Linked DNA regions of Sus scrofa: region 2 is linked to region 1. A link is a contact called in public HiChIP or PLAC-seq data. All regions are on one chromosome and are shown on one strand. Each heading gives the region's core, a stretch centred on a gene start, on an enhancer-like site or on the middle of the called end of the contact. The rest is flanking DNA. Distances are from core to core; before and after follow the strand shown.

Region 1 (4,344 bases), core at 1,601-4,100:
GCAGAACTAGTTTTGGACTATCAAACAAACCTCATCTGTACATTTTTCTCTAGAGTCTAAAGAATATTGTGGTCACATGGTGTTACCAAAAAACCCCAAATCATCTTTTGGCTTTAGTCATGGAACCAGAACTACAGGTGGTCCAGTTTTGTAGGAGGACTATTTTCAGGAACTGAACTTTTGTTTCCCATGTCCACCAATTAAAATAATGCACCTTCTTTAATACAAATATACACTTTCTCTCTCTCTCTCTCACACACACACACACACACACACACACACACACACACACACAAACACGATAAAAGACAGATCAATTCTGAAAGGCTCAAAGCCAAACGACTTCCAAAACGCTAACTTTGATACACTAGCATCAAAGCCTATACACAAAGCATTTCATGCCATTTTCCTTCCCTTTTACAAAATAGTTCTAGTTGGTGGTCGCTTTGAGGTGGCCAAAACTGTTACTGAACCAAACTTGAGTCCACTCACCCAATCTGAAGCAAAGCCAATCTACCAATACCAGGTTGTGCTGAAGGAAAGTACAGGGTTTATTTGCAGGGTGCCCAGCAAGGGAGTGGGAGACAAGCCTCAGATCTACTCTACTTGGTCTTTGAATGAGGGAGTTTTATAAAGGGGAAGAACAAAGGGGCTGAGATTAATCATTGTCTGTGACATTTCTTCCTTTTTTGTTTTTTTTTTTTGTTTGTTTTTTTTTTTTTTTTTGGCTGCACCCATGGCATGGGGAAGTTCCCAGGCCAGGGATCAAACCTCAGATCTGCACCACAGCAGCGACCCAAGCCACTGCCATGACATCGCCCGATCCTTAACTCACTGCACCACAGGAGAACTCCTGTCTGTGACATTTCTTTTTTTTCAACCTTTATAAAAATTGCAGTATAGTTAATTTACAATGTTGTGATGGTTTCAGGTGTACAGCAAAGTGATTCAGCTATACACACACATATATATAATATATATGTGTGTGTGTATATATATATATATATATACACACACACACACACACACACACAGAGCACATATATTCTTTTTCAGATTCTTTTCCTTTACAGGATAAGATATTGAATATTGTTCCCCAGGCTTTCTGTAACATTTATTAATTGAGGTTTCAGGAGTCAGGATGTCTCTGGTTTAGAATTCTCTGGCCAGGTGGTCCATGCCTCCAGGGCCCGGTAATTTATCTTGCCCTGGAGAAACAACCTGAGTTTGTACATTAATGATATCTATAACAGCATTTTTTGTACACTAACAATGTTACCAACAACAGCAATCTTAATGCATTAAGGATGTTATCAACAATAGTACTTTTAGTCATCCGATTCTGGCTGATCAGTGTTCAGTTAGCACAGGATCGAAGTCAGAGGGGACGAGAACGGAATGAAGTTTTGGATAGACACTTTAATCATAAAAAGTCAGTAAGGGAACTCGGGTTTTAGAAGGACTCGGTTTCTACAGGATGGGAGGCTGGAAGGGCTTGAGGGGCTCTGGCAGGGTGAAGCCGCGAAGATCTCCAGGCCACTTCCCCTCCAACCCACGCCCCCGCCTCCCCAGGACTTGGAGCTCTTCTCAGCCTGAAAGGGGGTAGGGATCCCAGCGGCCTGAACAGAGTCCCCGGAGAGAGGCGGGCCGAGGTGCAGCGCCGGGAACAAAGGCCCACAGAAGGGTCCTGGAGAGCGTGGCTCCCCGGGGGCCCGAGCGAGGACGGCCCCCTCTCTCTCAGTTCTTCCCTCTCCTCCCCTGCTCCTGCGGGGAGGCCTGGTGGGCCTGAGCTGCGCCAACTTCGCCAAAGGTTCCCAAATTGCCGGGGGCGCAGGGGTCGGAGCTGGGTGGGGTGAGGAAGAAAAAGAGGAGGAGGGGTGCTACCCGGACGCCTTGGACGCAGTTCAGGAATCCGCCGCTGCTGCCGGCCACTGCCGACTGGGGCTGAACGGGGAGGGCGCCAGGCAGGACCGCTTTCTCGCTGCGCAGGACGGCGCCCGCCTGGCGCCGCTTCCCGCCCGGCGTGCGAACCCGCCGGGCCGCGCCTCCATCCCTCCCCGCCGCGGTCCGCAAGGGGCTCGCAGAGCAGAGGCCGCAAGGGAGCTGGAGCCTCGGAGCCGCTTTTGCCGCGTTCTGCCGAGAGAAGCAAAGTTGCGGGCGGATGCTGCCAGCGCCGGACCCCAGCCTCGGAAAGTCGGAACCGCCCCCTCTGGAGGAGCCTCGGTGGCGGAGTAAGTAGGGCGCCCGCATCCCGAACCACCTCCGGGCCAGCGGGAGGCGGCCCAGCCGTGCGAACCCCCACTATCCCCGGTCGGGCACGCGCGCCAAACTTTGGAGGAAGTGGAGGCGAAACGGGGGGGTGGGAGAGGGATTTCCCGGCTGGAGGAAAACTCCACGCAGGCACCCATACCTCCAGACCCACTGCACCCAGGTTCACAACTGCCAGGTATGCACAGCTCACCACCTCTCGAGCCACAGACACAGCGCACGCACGCCACACCGACCAGACACACGCGGCATCCCAAAATGCACAATTCCGGGAGTGCGGACGTTTGGATCTTTAGACCAAGCATGTCCTCCTGCCTGCAAACGAATCTACTGTCTTTGTCTCTGCCCCTGCAGCCCCCCAGTGAGGTGTCCCCCAAGCGAGTCTGGCAGGGGAAGGGCTGCCTCGTCTTTGAAAACTCGTGGCCGGATCTCGAGGCCGAGGGTGGGGAGGGGAAATCCGACATTGCATTCGGCTCTCAGGGTTCATCAGGAGCGAGTTTGGTGTGGAAACTCAGTGTCTGGGTGATGTGTTTGGGTGTGCACAGCCCTTCCGGAGGCGAGGCCGGGAGAGAGGAGGGAATGATTCATAAACTCAGACCCAGCGTGTTAGGGTCTGTGAGCAGAGTAGAAAAGCCTGGCAGGCGATGCTGTACTGGACAACTGGGTGGTGACAGTGACAGGGCCTGCGAGGGAAGCACAGACCCTTCCCCCTAGCGGATGTGCTTCCTCAGAGGGACTTCCAGAGGATGGGCTGAGGAGATTCCGGCCCTGGGCTGTGTATAAGTAAAACGGGGTGGGGGATGTTTAAGACTCCAAGATCATGGAGAAAGCAGAGTCATTATGAAGCCTTATTTATTTTAGTTGCACCTGAAGTTGTTGTCTGTTTTCAGATGTCCTGGTGTCCTGGGGCTCCAGGGGGTTTCAAGGGTTGTCCTGGATCTCACACACTGCGGAGCACACTGTGGGTACTCAATAAATAGTTTGATAACTAACAACTCTGACAATTTATATATGTTAAGGGCACTCTATGAGCCAAGCCAGGTGGCCTCCATTGGTTTGGGATTGGTCTTTCTGCAGAGGAAGGGGCCCTGAGTGGTACCAGGGAGCCCTGCCTGATGTGTCTGGCCCAAGCAGCATTTTTCCACTGTGCCCTGTAGGCTGGCAGTGAGGACTTGAGTCTCAATATTGGCCTCTGCTTCCCTAAGAGGGACAATAGGAAAGTCTCCATTCTGCATCTGGTTAAGCTGGGAGTGCTGTGCGGTGTCTTTCCTGGTTCCTATTGGCCTGGCTGGAGATGGGACTCGTGAGGGGTCTAGGAGCTGTGTCCTCCAGCAGTGGCTCTTGGCTCTGTGGTGGTAGCAGGTGGAGGGGCGGTCACTGTACTGAGTGTTGGGTGGGTTCCTCTGCACCAGCTGGCATGAGCTTCCCAGAGGAATGGAAACATCTCATGTTCCTGGAACTGGGATTGCAAGCAATCCTGGGAATGATTCCCTACTGGCATGGAACTGGGAACATGCAAGGATGTGGGGGTGACTTGGCTATGTAACCACAAAGAAATGTGTCATTCCCCACCCCTGCCCCTTGGTGACTAGGTTTGGGGTGCATTTCAAGCTTCTCCATGGTCTTAATGCTGGAATTAGCAAAATATGTGGGCAGCACCCAGGATTGTGGCCCGAGATGAGAGTGATCTGGGCTTGGCCACCCCCAATTTCAGGTTGAACGCTGCAGCCAGTCCCTTCCCAATATCACCTTTCCACCTTACATCTTCTGTGAATCACGAGCTCTACGTTATCTCATTAAGGCCTTACATCCCGATGATGTTAGCATCTTATCACCATTTTACAGATTAGGAAACTGAGGCTTAAAAAGTTAAGTAACTTTTTTTTTTTTTTTTTGCTTTTTTTAGGGCCACACCCTCAGCCTATGGAAGTTCCCAGGCTAGGGGTCAAATGGGAGCTGTAGCTGCCAGCCGACACCACAGCCACAGCAACACAGGATCTAAGCCACATCTGCAATCTACACCACAGCTCACAGCAACGCCGGATCCATTAACCCACTGAGCGAGGCCAGGCATCG
Region 2 (4,448 bases), core at 60-2,559, 270 kb after region 1:
TCTTCGGTCACGCGCAAGTCTGCCCCTAGGCGAGGCCTGCCAGTCTGATCTGGTTAGGCTCTGGCCCGCCCCGGGACGGGAGGGAGCATCTGATGTAAGCTGGGTTCTCTCTTCCATCAGAATCCTGTGTCCCAGATTGATGAACCTTTAAATAAATAAAGGTCGAATCCGTCCGAACCTCTTCCCACCGTCAGCAACCTCTGTCACTCTTTGAGCACCGCCGTCGGGCCTGATTTCTTGGGGCCCAGTGTGCATGACGAAATAGGGGATGGCGATTGCACTCCGGGGCTTTTCTGGAGACCTAGCTCCTCGGTCCTGACGCAACTCTCCAGGTCTTTTACACAAAGCGTTTGGTAGAGAGGGGCGCTAGGACCCGGCGGATGCCTGAGGCCTCTAAGCTGCAGCTGGCTGGGGAGGCACTGCTGCACCGCAGTCGGTCGGTAGGGCCGGCGGGTGGGTCAGTGTGTCCGTCTGATGTAGGTCCCAGTTCGCAGCTCCCGGACCAAGCGCCAGGAACTGGGGCCTATCAATATTCCTTCAACCACATTCCCCAAACCCTGTCTTTGAAGGCAGCTGGAGGGTGGGCGCTGACGCGGTTAGGAAACTAGGCTCACATCGGGGGCATGGACACCGCCCCCCCTCATTAATCCATCCTCTGGGTCTGTAGAGTAACGGGCAAGTAGGCAAGTGCGGCCGCCCAGAAAGGGAGCAGAGTGCTCTGAGCTGCTGTTTTGGGGCCCCACCCCCATATCCTGACCCCTGGTAAGGAAGGTTAGTGTGGGGTACTTGCGCGAGAGTGGGCTGGGTTAACGTCTGCTCCCCCGGGCATCCAGCCCTGCTCCTAGTTGTACCCATAGCTCGCAGGCTCCCACAAGCTGAGGGCAACCGTTTTCCTTGCCTGTTGCCCTCTCAAGTTCCCCTGCCTCTTCCCCCGCGCGGCCGCGGCCTAACCCCTCCCCCAGCAATACGACCCTATAATAAACAAGTCTTTCCTTGATCCTCCCCTGCCGCGAGCGCCCTCGGGGACCTTGGCAGCTGCAGCCGCCGCCGCCGCCGCCGCCGCCGCCGCCGCGGATCCCTTCCAGAAAGGGGGCGTGGCCGTGGCTCGGGGGTTCCGCCGAGAGCTTTCTGGGGCTCAACGGAGGCGGGGCCAGGCGGCTGTCACCGGGCAGGAGAGAACGTTGCGAACGTGCGCCCGGAGTCCATTGGCCGAGATGGGCCACACTCCCGGGTCTGGATTGGGCCGTGGCGCGGAAGGGGTGTGGCCTCCCCGCGCTAGTCCTTATAGGTCCCTCGGCGCTGGTGCTAGGGACCGAGGCAGGCCGAGGGGGAGGTGAGGCTGAGGAGAAGGGACAGGTCTGGGCAGAGCTCGGGGGTTGGCACCAGTTCGCGCACCCATTCAAGCGGTCAAGCGGCTGTACGCACTCGTCAGAGCAGTTCTCGCTAACTGCTCTAGCTGGTGAGTGTCCCTTCTGTGTGTGCGCGGATCGATGAGCAGGGAGGCCTCAGCCGCGGGGGTCGTAGCGCTCTGAGTCTGGTCCACCCCTCAGACTGACGCCGGGCCCGTGTCGCTCTTGTCTTACAGCGTCTTCTGCGCTCCAGCACCGGTGAGCTCATCTGCAAACGTCCTGGCGTCCGTCCTCACCATGCCTAACCTTTGGGATCGCTTCTCGTCGTCCTCCTCCTCTTCGTCTTCGTCCTTGTCCCGAACTCCCACCCCAAATCAGCCTCCGCGTTCAGCCTGGGGGTCAGCGGCCCGGGAAGAAGGGCTCGGTCGCTGCGCGAGCCTGGAGAGCTCGGACTGCGAGTCCTTGGACAGCAGCAACAGTGGCTTTGGGCCGGAGGAAGGTAAGCCGCCGCGGGCGAGGGCCGGACGCGACTCGAGGGGCGGGGAAGGTGAGAAAGGACCTCGCTGAAAAGAGTCAAAGCCACCTTGGCTTCGTAGGCCACCAGAATCCAGATCGCAGAGCGGGGACAGGCCAGAGGAGGGGGTTGAAGCATAGGGTATGATGAGTGTGCGGCAGAAACTGAGGCACGGAGGGGCAAGAGGAGTGCTGCTTTCTTAGCGAAACAGCACCTCCTCCTTTTGGAACTGCTCTTACCTTCCTTCCCTATGTGCTTTCCCTTCCAGACTCTGCATACCTGGATGGGGTGTCCCTGCCTGACTTCGAGCTGCTCAGCGACCCTGAGGATGAGCACCTGTGTGCCAGCCTGATGCAGCTGCTGCAGGAGAGCCTGGCCCAGGCGCGGCTGGGCTCGCGGCGCCCCGCGCGCCTGCTGATGCCCGGCCAGCTGGTGAGCCAGGTGGGCAAAGAACTGCTGCGCCTGGCCTATAGTGAGCCGTGCGGCCTGCGGGGGGCGCTGCTGGACGTCTGCGTAGAGCAGGGCAAGAGCTGCCACAGCGTGGGCCAGCTGGCCCTCGACCCCAGCCTTGTGCCCACCTTCCAGCTGACCCTCGTGCTGCGCCTGGACTCACGCCTCTGGCCTAAGATCCAGGGGCTGTTTAGCTCCGCCAACTCTCCCTTCGTCCCCGGCTTCAGCCAGTCCCTGACGCTGAGCACTGGCTTCCGAGTCATCAAGAAGAAGCTGTACAGCTCCGAGCAGCTGCTCATTGAAGAATGTTGAACTTGGGCCTGGGGGCCGACACTGCCCCCATGGCAGAGACAGTTGAACTTTTGGGGTGGACGTTGGCAGGCAGGAGCTGAGGGCCTGTTGCCTGTCGTTAGAAAACTGACAACAGCCACCTGAGGGGAGGAAGGCTGAGCTGGGGGGAACCTACTGTTTCCCTAGAAAGCTCAATGGGGCATGTATGGGTGGCTCCCAGTTGGGGGCACACCCCGCCCCTCTGTACTGTAGCATGAAACAAAGGCTTAGGGGCCAACCAGGCTTCTGGCTGGATGTGTTATGTAGCATGTACCTTATTATTTTTATTGTTACTGACAGTAAGACAGTTAAGTCAACAGTGGTGTGACAGAGCCAGGAGAGCAGCTGGGCTGCACTGGCCTCTGCAAGGGGGGATGTGTGCTCGCTGCAGCCAGCCCTGGTGGGAGGGGGGAGGTCATGGAGGTGGTTTGTGTATCTTATGGTCCGAAGGGGCCAAATGTCTGTTCTTTGTTTTTTGTATCTTTTGTTTGTTTGTTTGTTTGTTTTGATCAGAGCTTCACTACTGACCTGTTCCAGGCAGCTATCTTACAGACGCATGAATGTAAGAGTAGGAAGGGGTGGGTGTTAGGATCACTTGGGGATCTTTGACACTTGAAGAAAAAAATACACCTGGAAGCTGCGTTTGGCCCATCCCCAGATGTGGACTGAAGGGTCACCCTGTAAGGGGATGGGGCTGATTGGGCTGGGGGCTGGAACCCCTCCCCCAGAGGAGTACCATCTGGGTCTTCCATCTAGAACTGTTTACATGAAGATACTCGCTGTTCATGAATACACTTGATGTTCAAGTATTAAGACCTATGCAATATTTTGTACTTTTCTAATAAAAAAGAAAATGTTTGTTAAAAGAGTTGTCTGCTCTCAGTGCCAAGAAATAAAAGGGAGGGTCAAGGGTGCTGGCACAGGTGGGTTTCTTCAGACGCTGATCCACCTGTGTGTTTCTCTGTACCTTTCGGGGGCTGCCTGCCAGCCTGGTAATGGAGATGTGTAGACTGAGTGCCATCTGTGTCAAGAACCCTGGCTCCCTTGGTTCTGCTGGCTGAGGCGGCCCAGGGAAAGAGCCGGAAAGCCCTGGAAGGTGACGAGTGAGTCAGACCTCCCACTGAGCCAGAATCTCAGGGTAGGGGGAGCTCACCTGGCTGCTCTGGGTTAGAAGGCCCAGGTACAAAGGACCGCTGAGTCCAAGGTCCTTCTAGGTACTTGAAAGACTGCAAGAGACTTTTTTTTCTTTGTGAAAAAAGGCACAGTCCTATTTGTTCTACACTCATGAAATGTACAAATTGTATCTCTGGATGTGAAAAGACTAGGGAGCAGGAGCACTAGGTAATGGAGTTTGACAAAGACTCAGTTCAAGCCTCTGACTTGACAAAGAACCCAAGGCTCAGAGAGGGGGCATGACCTGCCTCTGCGAGGAGGTGTGGCCTCTCAAGCTGGAGCAGAACACAAACATGGGCTTAGAGAGCCAGGGGACTGCGGGCCTGTCTCATGAATGTTCTCTGGGACCTGGACTCACTGCGCTCTCTGGGCCCCAATTTCCTTATCAGTGAAATTGGGGTTGGGCCAGATGAAGGCCAAGGCCCTTCCCACGCCTCCCTGCCTGGGTCTGTTGGCTAGTCCTCCCACATCGGCCTCTGGAGAGGTGTTATCGCCCTTGTTTCTCTTCCTGGTCCCAGACGGGCCTTGTTTGTCCAGCTGTAAAACAGTACTTCTTCCCCGTGAGCGTGCAGTCAAATGTCTCCGAGCCCCGGTTAAACGCAGATGCCCCCCTGCCCTGGTGGAGATTCTGA

The links. HiChIP or PLAC-seq counts read pairs in DNA pulled down with a chosen protein or histone mark.
Region 2: an H3K27ac HiChIP or PLAC-seq map of alveolar macrophages shows a contact between it and region 1. The contact joins the promoter of DDIT4 here to the promoter of LOC106506033 in region 1. A contact is called at or near these places in 2 of 2 datasets of contacts at active chromatin or transcription factors (alveolar macrophages and skeletal muscle).

The regions. Positions count from the first base shown.
Region 1 is chr14:74,848,969-74,853,312 of Sscrofa11.1, forward strand. LOC106506033 reads right to left here and starts at 2,851. Exons shown (of 2, transcript XM_013983307.2): 1 at 2,411-2,851; 2 at 1,400-2,133. The coding sequence starts at 2,732. The coding sequence ends at 1,454. CHST3 (carbohydrate sulfotransferase 3) reads left to right here and starts at 1,963. Exons shown (of 3, transcript XM_001928637.4): 1 at 1,963-2,231.
Region 2 is chr14:75,116,399-75,120,846 of Sscrofa11.1, forward strand. DDIT4 (DNA-damage-inducible transcript 4) reads left to right here and starts at 1,310. Exons shown (of 3, transcript NM_001243452.1): 1 at 1,310-1,459; 2 at 1,586-1,848; 3 at 2,132-3,509. The coding sequence starts at 1,647. The coding sequence ends at 2,625.